Regions from separate parts of the Anas platyrhynchos genome. Here region 2 is linked to region 1. The links are chromatin contacts, called in public Hi-C maps. All regions are on one chromosome and are shown on one strand. The core of a region is the stretch at or near the end of the contact, and the rest is flanking DNA. Distances in the headings are between cores, read along the strand shown.

The links. A called contact is a pair of places that touch in the nucleus more often than the background predicts.
Region 2: a Hi-C map of subcutaneous adipose tissue shows a contact between it and region 1, with 2.0 times the contacts expected there. The contact joins the promoter of AK4 here to the enhancer-like site in region 1. A contact is called at or near these places in 3 of 8 Hi-C or Micro-C datasets (liver, skeletal muscle and subcutaneous adipose tissue).

The regions. Positions count from the first base shown.
Region 1 is chr8:37,682,779-37,688,560 of IASCAAS_PekinDuck_T2T, forward strand. It overlaps JAK1 (Janus kinase 1), which reads right to left. Exons shown (of 25, transcript XM_027463789.3): 5 at 1,811-1,964; 6 at 368-531. Among named protein-coding and RNA genes, the nearest start is that of JAK1, 32 kb to the right of the region's middle. Within about 2 kb of position 2,638, at least 1 of the 8 cell types and tissues checked has an H3K27ac peak or open chromatin away from gene starts, as enhancers often do. A contact at or near this core is called in subcutaneous adipose tissue, where this site is marked.
Region 2 is chr8:37,728,234-37,734,118 of IASCAAS_PekinDuck_T2T, forward strand. AK4 (adenylate kinase 4) reads left to right here and starts at 3,410. Exons shown (of 5, transcript XM_027462400.3): 1 at 3,410-3,820. The coding sequence starts at 3,676. LOC119717668 (a long non-coding RNA gene) reads right to left here and starts at 3,310. Exons shown (of 2, transcript XR_005267672.2): 1 at 2,896-3,310; 2 at 3-2,269.

The DNA.
Region 1 (5,782 bases), core at 1,388-3,887:
ACCTTACCTGTAAGGTTTAGAGGCAAATGGACACAGCCCACCCAAATCAGAAACATTAAGTTGCCACTTAACAACAGTACAATTTCTGAACTTATTAACCTGGAATCCTGAATTTACAGCAAGTATTCAATACATCAGTATGCTGGCTGCACTAGCTGCATCAATTTCATATCATCTTCAGGTAAGAAGTAACTCAAATTTTCTATTACATACCCCAATTGACCAGATCAGGAAGACACAGAGCAGTATATGTGTTGGAGCTTGTAACTCCCATGTACTCAGACAGTGCAAAGTAAAATGCTTAAGATCCCTTTTGGAAGAGAAGTGAAGCATATCCAGCAGCAAGGAAGAATTTATCCCAACTTACCTGATGTCTTTGGGAAGCTCTGGAAGTTTCAACTTTTTGTTGATGGCATAGTGAGAGATTGCAAGGACAGCCATTCCCAGGCATTCATTTTCAATTTCATGAACTTCTTGATCATTTTTAGGGTCACGGATTGGTGCTAGGCCTTTCACTAAGTCATATTGACCCTTAACAAGGAGAGAAGAAAAAAAAAGATATCAGGTCTGTCATTTGTCACGCTAGCAACCGAAGTCACAAGATCAGAGGCTCTCCTTGAGCAAGAAAAGAGTCACCCAAAACTGAAAGCCATGACAAGAAGGGGTAGAGGAAGAAGATAAGAGCTATGCAGTAAGATGCCATCTTCTCTTAGACCAATGAAACAGGAATGTAGGCAAGCACTAGTTATCCCACAAAGCCTGCCTACTCGAGAAGAAACATCAACACTTGTGCCTGAGAAAAGTTTCTTAAAATGATGATTTGTGGAACAGGTGGAATCATTGCAAACATCATCACAGCACATCCATCCCATACACAGTCTCTATCGTCTGGCAATATTCACTAAGGTCCCTACTCATTGTTTTTATCCTTTTTTCTGGCAATACAAAAATACAAAAAAATACAAAAAAAGACAAAAAACACTTTGCAGCATGTTATATGCTGATATAAAACAAGGCACAAATTAGGTAGATTTCACAAAAGAAACCCCTTGCTTCTTACTACTTTAGAATGCAAGTGGTACCATTAAGATGTATTTCTAGCTGTAGCTACCTGGGCATTTTCTCACAGTGTGGTTTCACAGCAGAGCAATTTTTGATTAGCAACACAAGCTTGCTGAAATAGAAACTGCACCTACTTGCCACAACCAGCACGCAGCATGCCACCAGCAACTGGGAGGCACAACAGAAGGAAAGAAAAACTGCATGCAAGCAGGCTGTGTGACAATGAGCGTGGTGAGGCACTGGAACAGGTTGCTCAGAGAAGTTGTGGATGCCCCATCCCTGGAGGTGTTCGAGGCCAGCTTAGATGAGGCCCTGAGCAACCTGATCTAGTGGGTGGCGTCCCTGCCTATGGCAGCGGGGTTGAAGCTAGATGATCCTTGAGGTCCCTTCAAACCCAAGCCATTCTATGACTCTATGGATGGCATCATGTGCACAATTTTCACAAAAGAAAAGGTATAGCATTTATATAAGAAACAGTTAATAAAGCAATTGTGTTGTAAAAACATAGCCTGTGGCTACGTTTTTGGACTGTGAGACAGTTTCCGTTACATGTTCTGCACATGGCCTGGTTGTTCTCCATGAGCAAATTCTCTTTTCTCCACGTAGTGTGAAGTACGACCAATGCCAACAGGTAAGGTCAAACACACATTAAAGCTTGAAAATAGTTCTTTAAAGCAGACAATTCCTACTGGATCAAATAATTGTTGTGTTAGTGGAATGGCACAGACACTTGCATGCAATCTCTTACCTGTGCAAAGATGTATTCTAATGAGTTTGCGTCAAGGATCGGGGTTCCTTCTGGAACATGCTTCTTCTCATAAGAGTTTTTTGACTTCTTTGGTGAATGCCTCCACACAGAGGGTTCATTTTCACTAGTCCCATGCCAGTTTGTAAAGTAGTATCTTGCAAGAAAAAGAGAAATAAACTTTAAAAATCCGAGAGAAAATCCTCAATTTATATTAGATACATATTCTAAACTTGCAAAGCAAAACGAGGTACATGCCAAAAACCTTCAGTCTTCTGCCTCAGTGTAAGAGGCTATGCCTCTGCTGTGCATTAACCAATAGTTGATATTTGCATTCCAAATTAAAATGACTCATCTGAAGGGTTAACATGGCTTCAGACCTCCTCCTCCATAACCGCTGAGTGCCTCCCTCCAGGCCACAGCTGGAAGCACTGGAAGTTATGCACTGGAATTTCTGCTTCCCTTTGGTTTTGGATGGAGATGGTGAAAACGACACTAATTCAAATCATCCAGCTTTAAAGGGACACAGTCAATCTTCTGTGTGTTTAACAAATAAGCTTTTTACTCTATCTGCACACAAGGCTTTTTGAAAACCTGCTAAAAGAGTTGGCATCTGCTGCAAGCGAATGAAATTGTTGAGATCAAGAGTCTGTCAGAAGCTTTTGAAAAATCTTTGTCTGAATTGCTGCAGAGATTTCTTTCTGAGTTCTATTAAGATTGTAAATCACATAAAGCTTAGTTAAATCTGGTTTGAATCAATGTGCCTTTTGCAAGCGTTCACGCCTTGCACGTGATCATGACGTACTTACAATTAAAAGGTTACAGGAGAGCAGATTTATCCAGCCGCTAAGTAGGAGGGATTTCTGCTAGAATACACCACTAACTCCAGAGAAGCATTTGGCTCTACCCAGAGCAAACAATGCAGAAGTACTTATTAATACAAAGGGAGGTGCAAAAGGAGGCTTCCCTGATGGACAGTGACCACAGTGAGCTCCACAGAATGTTACCACAAATTCATGACAGCTAAGGTTTTAACGTCTGCCTAAATGTGCCATCAGCAAAGTCATAAGGAGCTTGCGTGACCAAAATAACACTAAATTGAGATCAACTTACAAAGGAAAAAGACAAATGAATGTGAAAGGTAATAAGCACTGCACACCAAAGGAGAAGTAAAGAAAATTGAGTGGAAAAAAAATAAGTTATATTGAACTCCTGACCTGGAAATACACATTTTCTGTATTGAAAGAAAAAGCGGAATAGATGAAGTACCTTATAAACTACAGGCACATTTGAAAATCACAAATAACAAATCTGTTTAAGTAACAAATCAAAATGTTGCCCAGTTTCAATTCGAATGTAACGCAATACAAATTGCAAGAGGCGTATCCTGGAAGACAGGAAGAGAGCAAGCAGACAGCAAATCAGTCAGCAAATGCTTACGAACGCTACAGGACAGGACAACCCTCATGCAAGTGTGCACGTTCTGAAATATGTGACTAGAATTTCATGATTTGTCTCTGGATTGAGTCCCAGTTCTGCAGTGGTCAAGGTTGGTGTGTACCACCCTCAGTGCAGACTCAGGATCTTAAAGAGCAAAAGAAAATTTGTGTTCTTAGTTTGAGACCACGTGTTTTCACCACGTACCTGCACAGTAAGTTGACTACCCATATGAAAAATTATCAATTAGTCTTAAAGATACTCTCTGTATCATGTTTCTGTCCTCTCTTTCTTTTTAATAAGTCCTTTTAAGACCCAAAAAGCTTCCATACATAGCATGGGTAGGAACACCAACACACAACTACGGTAAAAACTCCCAACACATCCTGTAAGATACTGTAAGATACCAAATCCTTTGATTTAAGCACAAAAAGCAAAAGGAAAGCAAATCCTTCTGCCTCCAGGAAATTACTTTTTTTCCACATGCTACTTTATAAAATGACTGATAATTAATAACACCAATTGTTTTGTTATTTCCTGAAAACAATTATGGGCAAGGTATCACGTATTGTTTGTAACTGAGTGAAGAATTTGTTCCTTTACCTATTAGACTGCCATGATTAAAACAAGACTTATAAATTACAATAAAAACTAAAGCCCCATTGTTTGTGGAGCCATATAAACAAAGCAGGAGAGCCTCTGCCTTGAAGGGACTGATTGATTTGTGGCAAGGAGAGAAAGATGATTATTATTCCACTTTCAAAGGCAGAAATGGGAGCACAAGTTTTTGGATTCAGAAGTCCTGCAAAAGACCTGGAAAGGAGATCCATTCAGTCTGGCCAAGGAGTGGTGAAATGCTGGAAGGGCACCTGCTCTTTCTTCTCTTTCACCTGTGGGTGACTCTGACAACCCTTCTTTTCCAGATTTCCAAAACCCATGCCTTGGGTCCCTTCGCTATGCCAACAAACACTTTAAACTTCTGGCTTAAACACCATCCAGCTATGAAATAGTTAAGCTTGTGAGCTAATTAGTCAGGATATTACAAAATACTGTGGTTTCTTATGCTGTAGGCTCCTTTTTCACTTGATGCAAATATGGGTCCTGTTACAAAGTTTCTAGTAAAAAGCAAGTCCTTTCAAAATAGCACCAAGAGTATACTAAGTAGCATGGATTTTCCAGGGAGAAGAGGAAGATGGGAAGTCCATGCTATCAGAAATGCAACACAAAGCTTTCAGCAGTGGAAGAAAAATCTAACATCTAAAAGCATCTCAAACTACTAAGTCACATACCTTCATTTTCTATAAATATAATTTCAATAGGAAAAATCAAACCTATCAATTCACTGAAATTTCAGAAGTAAGGTCAACATAAAACTGATTTAGTCTCGGAATGATTATGTACAATCTAATGCAGTGCACTGTTGAAAAAGCCCAGCCCACTTTCCTTTTTCAAAAGGAATTATGCCTCTTGCAGAGCTCTGAACAAACATTTATTTAGAGAAGAGTTTCACAATCCTGTGCTGTTCATAATTCCTCAGTGCTCAGCCCTCTCTCAGTTCAGGTTTCCAAGCCAAGACACCAAATAGACAGTAAATGAAAGAAAGGAAAACCCCACTTCACCAAGGCACTGCAGTATTCCTGGGGAGACGGGAATCTCTAGATTTTAGCACCTAAATTTATGGAAGTTCCTGGAGTGAGTCCTCATCACCCATCCAAAGTGGAAACATACAAACACTAAACACAGTGGAAAATATTTTTTAAGAATCAGATTAAAATTAAATTAACAACAAAGCATCAAACTTCTAATCAGAGGATTAAATTCCCACAATTGTATGTTTAAAATACTCTCTTTTTTCTGCAGAGAAGAGCAGACCTCATCAAAGAATTCCAGTATCAGGGGAAAATGTCCCAGATTCAGATTATACGAATAATTTATTATTTTTTATTATCAGTATACTGTTAATCTGACTCATCTCTTAAATCAAGAAAAGGCACTTAATGCCCTGTAACAAGCTTTTAGAGTCCTCAGAGCTTTCTTTAAAGAGTCACTCAATTCCACTCTTGTAGGGTGTTTATCTGCCAAACTTAATCACGGCTGTTTAAATCCAAGATTAGCTGAGGTTAAGTCATTAATGCTGCTAATAACAGCATTTATGCAGTGTTGCAGAAAAAAGAAAATACTACAGTACCCTCTTCCTCTTTTAAATACAGGTATCAGTACCACAATTCTTTGAAAAGCCAAGATCTTGTTGTAAACTGGCAGTACTTTTTTTCTCATAACAATTCATCCAATAATAGTAACAATTCCAGTATAGCACAAGTTGTAACCAGAATTGGAATATTTTACCGTTCAAAGATCCCATTTACAAAGCTCTCTTTTCATATCTGCATAAGCAAAGTGGCTGCTCTTCTCCAACAAGCTTAGAAAACAGTCGGGATGCACAGCCTGAGGCTTACATGTGCCAGTTCCCTCATTAGCATGTGCAAGTGATAGTGATTATCAGGAAAAAAAGATATCACAACGCATACAGCTATATGA
Region 2 (5,885 bases), core at 2,160-4,659, 46 kb after region 1:
ACTCCCAGTAAAGCACAATTTTTATTCAAGTCCATCTCAAGTTTCCTTAAACCATGACTTTTACACGAAGACGTTTGTTTAGAACGGGGACACTTGAGTAGGATGTTGTGTACATCTGTCCGTCCGTCAGCTCCTGGAATCAAAGGGACGGGGCGCGGCGGGCACGGGCCCCGTGAAGCTCAGATGGCTGCCATCCTTCAGTTATCACAGTACTGTACCTTTACAAGAGACAGCATCAGCACTGTGATAACTGAGCCAGGGCAGCCTGTCAGTCATCGCGGCCCCTCCACGGCACTGCCAGGTGCTTCCTCTGTCTTCTCATCCTTTGCACGCCTCCGAGCCCCAAACTGCCCTCTGCGGGTGCCCAGCTGCCAGGTGAGAGGCTCAGAGTATTTAACACAAGTGGCTTTGCATGTGGGGATCCAGCTCAGAAAATTATCCAGATAATTAGTGCTACCTTAATGACCACAGTGACCAAAACAGCCTTCAAAATCCAATTCACTAATGCTGGATTTAACGGAGAAGGGTTAACTTACCGCTCAATGCTGGAGAAAATGAGGGTACCCTTTCTCCCCCTTAAACTCGCTGGAGCTGCAGAGCAGCGCTTGGTTTATGCTACTCAAGAACCGAGTGTCATGAACCAGACAGCCAGCAGGCAGCCGTGGCTGCGAGCCAGGTAAGTCGGCGGAGCTGCACCGCGTGCGACAGCCGAAGGCTGGGATCACGACCGGCACGAGTAGAGGGCAGCACCACACCGCGACCGTGCTGCATACTGCACCCAGCGCGCCGGGCGCTCGCCCAGGCAGCCGTGGAATTTTACAGCGCCGTGAACACGTTCAGCTGGGCTTCATCAGGGCTTGTCACATGCGCTGCGAGAGCTGCGATCGCTCCTGTGCCTACCGAGGGCTCCGACGGGAGCAGCGCCGGGCGCCGAGCAGCCAGCTGTGCTCTCGAGGGACAGCAGCTGGAAGAGGCCAAAGGGGTGCCTCGAGGCTCTGCAGGCTCAAGTGTGCCACTGGAACTTTTAGGTCACAGGATCCAAACACAGAATTGTGAAATAAAAACTTCTACCGCAAGTCAAACTTGTATCAACCAGTAGTTTGTACCCCACTTTTTTTAAAAAAGGTATTGCTGAAAAGATCATGGAACTACTTCTACACGCGTACACCTCTGGTTAAGGGAATCATGTTAACTTCTGAAATAAGTTTAAAAAATAACACTTTTCTTTTTAACCCAAAGTTACCATGTTTTTATAAAAAGTTAATTTACGATGCTGATGGACTTCCTCAGTACAAGCTGCTCTCGTATCTCTAACAGGAGGGAGCAGAAACTCCAGATGTGGTTTACTGCTCTAAAAAACTTACCTGGAGAAGAGCATGTCTGGAGATGTTCAGAGGTTGTTTTTAAAAGAGAAAGGCGTAACGCTGAGAGGGATCCAGCTACCAAAATGGTGCCTTACAAGTTTTTAACAGAAGAGGGCAATGGAGAGACAAGTATGAAATATCTGAGGAGAAGCACGCAGTGGAAAAAAATATTTGTACATTTTCAAACAAACTGCAAACATACATTACATAAAAAGGGGACAGTCAACAGATTATGCAATACTGACGTCAGATGATGACACAGATGACCTAAACGTATACCCTAAAACTTGCAGGTTTGCCACCGATTGTAATTAGTTACATCATCTGCTGCTGCAAGAAAAAAAAACAAAACACCAAAAAACTTTGTAAAAAATGCTTAAGAAAATCTGTACGTACAGCTGTGACTTTTGGAAAGGAAGGGAAGTGCCCCAAAAATGAATTATTTACTGCCACTCTGAAGCCTTTTCACGCCACATTATTCCAGTAGAAAAAAAAATCTACTGATTTCAACAGAATGGAAGAGGAGTGGCATGGGGAATCCCACATTTTGGAGGCTGAGGTGGGAAGAGAAGAGGTGCCGCTTGGTAGTTCAGGTGTGTCTTCATCTGAAGATTTTATCCGTGCTCCAGCAGCTACTCGTGGGCTGTTTAAAGCAGATCCAGCAGCTACTCGTGGGCTGTTTCAAGCAGCTCCGTGACCACAGAGGTGCGCGGTCCCACCCAACTCCCTCTTCTGCTGGGCACCCGCTCGCGGCCAGTGCCATTTCCCCCGGGGGATCCCCCAAACCTGCTGCCTCTCCTCTCACGCCGATTTTCGCCTCGCTCCAGCCGCGCCACGATGCGGAAAGCAAACAGGTGTGCGAAAACGCAGAACTTGGCTCCTCGTCACCGTCTGGAGAGCCCTCCCTGCTTTTTAAACAAAACATTTAGCCGGCTGGGGACCCAGCACACCGCCCCGTGCCCTGGGTATCTCTGTAGGATTATTTAACAATATCTGGTTGTTGGTGGAGGCTGCCACCCCTTGCTTCTTTCTGAAGCCCCCCGGCGTGGCCTGGCTGCTCCCGAAGCTCTGCTCCCCCTCTCCAGCCCCTGGGGGCCGGCTGCTGGCCGTGTTTTGGGGCTGTTTTATAGGATTCCTGTCCCCTCCGCGTGCCCCTCACCGCCCCCAACCCACCCTGGCCGGGCACCAGCACCCAGCACCGAGCACTCCTCCCTCAGCAGCACCCCGGGGGGGGGCTCACGGTAACCCCACAGCCCCCAGCGCCTCTCCCCTTCCCTCCTCCGCCACAGCCTCACACGAAGCCCCCCATGGGGCCCCCAAAGCGCCCCGCAGCCCCCCGCCCGCTCCCCCAATCCCCCAAAACAGCAGTGCGCAACGGGGAAGAAGGGGGGGGGGGGGGGAGGAAGCACCGCGCCCGGCCAGCTCTACCGAAACCGGGTGTGGGGGGGTCTCGGAGGAAGGGGATCCCCGCTGGAAGCCCCCCCAAACCCAGCGCGGTGCCCCCCTGAGGGCCGGGCCGGGCCGGACCCACCTGAGGGCTGGCGGCGGGGCCGGGGGGCGCCGTGACGCAGCACGGGCGGGCGGGCGGCGTGAGGGCCGCCATCTTGGCGTGTTTATGGCAGCGCCGCGCGGCCATGTGATGCGCCCGCCGCTTCCTGAGGCGGGGGTTGGGGGGGGGGGGGCACACGCCTATCGTGCACGCGCATATCGTGCACACGCATGTCGTGCACAAGCATATCGTGCACGCGCATATGTTTCACGCACATATATTTCACGCACATATGGTTCAAGTACATATAATTCACGCGCGGGTGTCCCCTCACAGCCCCCCCCCCCATCACCACCTCACACCACACACACCGAGGGGGCGCCCCGCGGTGCTCTCCCCGTTGCCCCCGGTGCTCCCCCCGTTGTCACCACAGCTCCATGAGGCGGCACCGAGCCCAGCCCTGCCCCATCTATAAGGAGGGGGGGGTTACAGGACTACAAGTCCCAGGGTGCCCAGCCCGAGGGGGCGGCCCGAGGGGGCGGCCGTGCCCCCCCCCTCCTTGCTCCGTGCTGATGTGTACGGGCGGCGAGTGAGCAGCTCGGCACGGCTCGCCTCGCCTCGGCTCCCTCCCCCCCTCATTAACACGCCATTTTGCGGGGCTCCCCGGCATGCGGGGTCCCGTGGTGGGGGGCGGCGAGGCGGCGGGGCCCCCCCTGCGTGCCCCCTTCGCAGCTCCGCATCCCCCCTCGGGGGAGGCTGCGTGAGGCGAGAGATTTTTTGGGGGGAGGGGGTGCTGGGGGGGGGGGGCTGCCCCGCAGGGAGATGGCCTCCAAGGTGCTTCGGGCTGTGGTGCTGGGCCCCCCCGGCTCGGGCAAGGGGACGGTGTGCGAGAGGATCGCCCGCAGCTTCGGGCTGCAGCACCTCTCCAGCGGGCAGTTCCTGAGGGAGAGCCTCGGCCGGGGCGGCGGTGAGTGCCCGGGGTGCCCCCCGGGGCTGGGGGCGGTGTGGGGATGGGGTCGGGGTCGCCCACGGCTGGGGGCGAAACCCTAAGGGGAAATCTTCCCCCCCCACACTGTGGGGATGAGGTGGTCTTCCCTCCATCTTGGGTGCGCTGGGGAGAAGCGGGCTGAGGGTTGCCCCCAGCCCCAGGTGGGCACAGCCAAAAAAAGCTGCACGAGCACCCACGGGCAGCCTTGGCACCTGGGGCTTTCTGTGTCAACACAAGGGTTTTGGAGGAATGGGGTTCAATCACACAGCCTGGGTCCCCCTGTGCCTGCTGTGACACCTGCGGGGCGAGGGATGCTCTGGGCACGTACAAGTTTCCACAGGGAAACCCCTCTGGGAAGCTTGCTGTGGGTTATGGGGTGTCCCAACACCATGCCATGCTGTGGTGAGGCCAGTGGGGTGGCACGGGGCACCCCATGAGCCCCACTCCTTAATAAGCTGCCCTCCAGAATCAGGGGGCACAGCGCTGCCAACCCACCCCGTGTTTCACATCCGAAGCCCTTTTTTATGAGCTGCTGGGTTGTGATGTGCTTCACAACCATCCCGGCCCGTGATGGATCCGGCAAAGTTTTGGGAGCCAGCAGCCGGGCGGCGCGGGGCTGTCCCCAGCCATGGCTGGGCAATGCCAGCCCTGCTGCTGCTGATCGCCGGGGAGGAAACTGACTCAGAGGAGCCATAAAACGACACAAAACAGCCAAGAAGAACGAGCTGCGCTTTGCCTTTTTCGAGGTGTGACGAGAAAGGGAAAAAAAAAAAAAAAAAAAAAGGGAGGATAAACTTTCAGAGCTGCGTGCTCCGTGGGGCGTTGCAGGCTTGTTTAAAAATACCCAGATTTCCTTCCATAAATAAATATAAAAAAAAGCACGGCAATATTTCCTCTGGGGAGAGGCTCAAAATTTGGAAAATCCCAATAGCTCTGTTGGCGGAGCCGCAGAGCACCTGGGCGAAGACCAAGCGGTGCAGCAGCGGGTGGGGAACGGGGATGGAAACTCAGGTGAGGCTGCTCGGGAGCAAAGCCGCTGTAATTTTCAGGTGCCACCTTTGCCTTTGCCTCTGGTCATAGCTCTCAGTAATGTGCAGCTGTTTGCTTTTTTATTTTTTTTCTTCCTTTTTTTTTTTTTTTTGCTATTTGCTTTGGACAAGCTGTTACATGACCACGCAGCGGTGTGCCAGCTCTGGAGGAAGCTGGATGGAAGTAAATTCCCTTCCTGAGTTTGTCATCCGCGCCGCTGGTTTTGCATTGTAGGGGAGCTGAGGCCAGTCTCACAGACACCCCGCTGCCCTCCAGAGGGACCTGCCAAGGGGTTTTAGAGCAGCCTCTGGGCAAGGAAATTACAGGAGTCGATTTGGAGGTGATTTTCCCATCTCAGGAAGCCAGAGGACACCCGAGCATCCCGCACAGAGCGAGCCCCAGGGCTCCACGTGTTGCGGGGTGGCTGGGTGTGCCGCTGCCACTGGAACCCTTGGGGTTTTGTAACAGTGACTCGGCGAGTGCGTCCGCTGCCACGGATGTGTTGGTTAATCAGTGCCTCGCTTCGTGGCTGCCCTGTTGTGCAAAAGTGCTTTGTTTGGATCTCGGGAGAGCAGGAGGTAAAGAAACTGCTTTTGGTGCTGTGCCGGGGGTACTGGAGGGCAGTGACCGTTTTCCTCGGCCGGTTCTTGTCCCAGTGCCCAGCTCTTTGCCTCTGGTGCCTGCAGCGTCCCGGGGTGTCAGCAGGGCTCAGCTAATTCCAGTAAAACTGCACGCCCTGGGTCTCTGCTCTCTGCAACACTTCGGGGGCGGAAGGGTGCTGTGATGATGGGAACCGTGAGCTAAAAGGGGTGAGAGGGGGGGCAGTGACATCCCCAGGTTTGTGGCCGTGCCATGTTCCAGCTCCCCGGAGGGAGGCCAGGCTGGCAGAGACAGGCTGAGAGTGAGAGCCCTGGTTTGGGGAAGTGGTTTGGGGGCTCCGAGAACCCCGTCCAGCTGGGGTTGTTCCAGCTTGGTGCACAGATAACCACGGGCAGTGCAGCATTAACCACCCAGA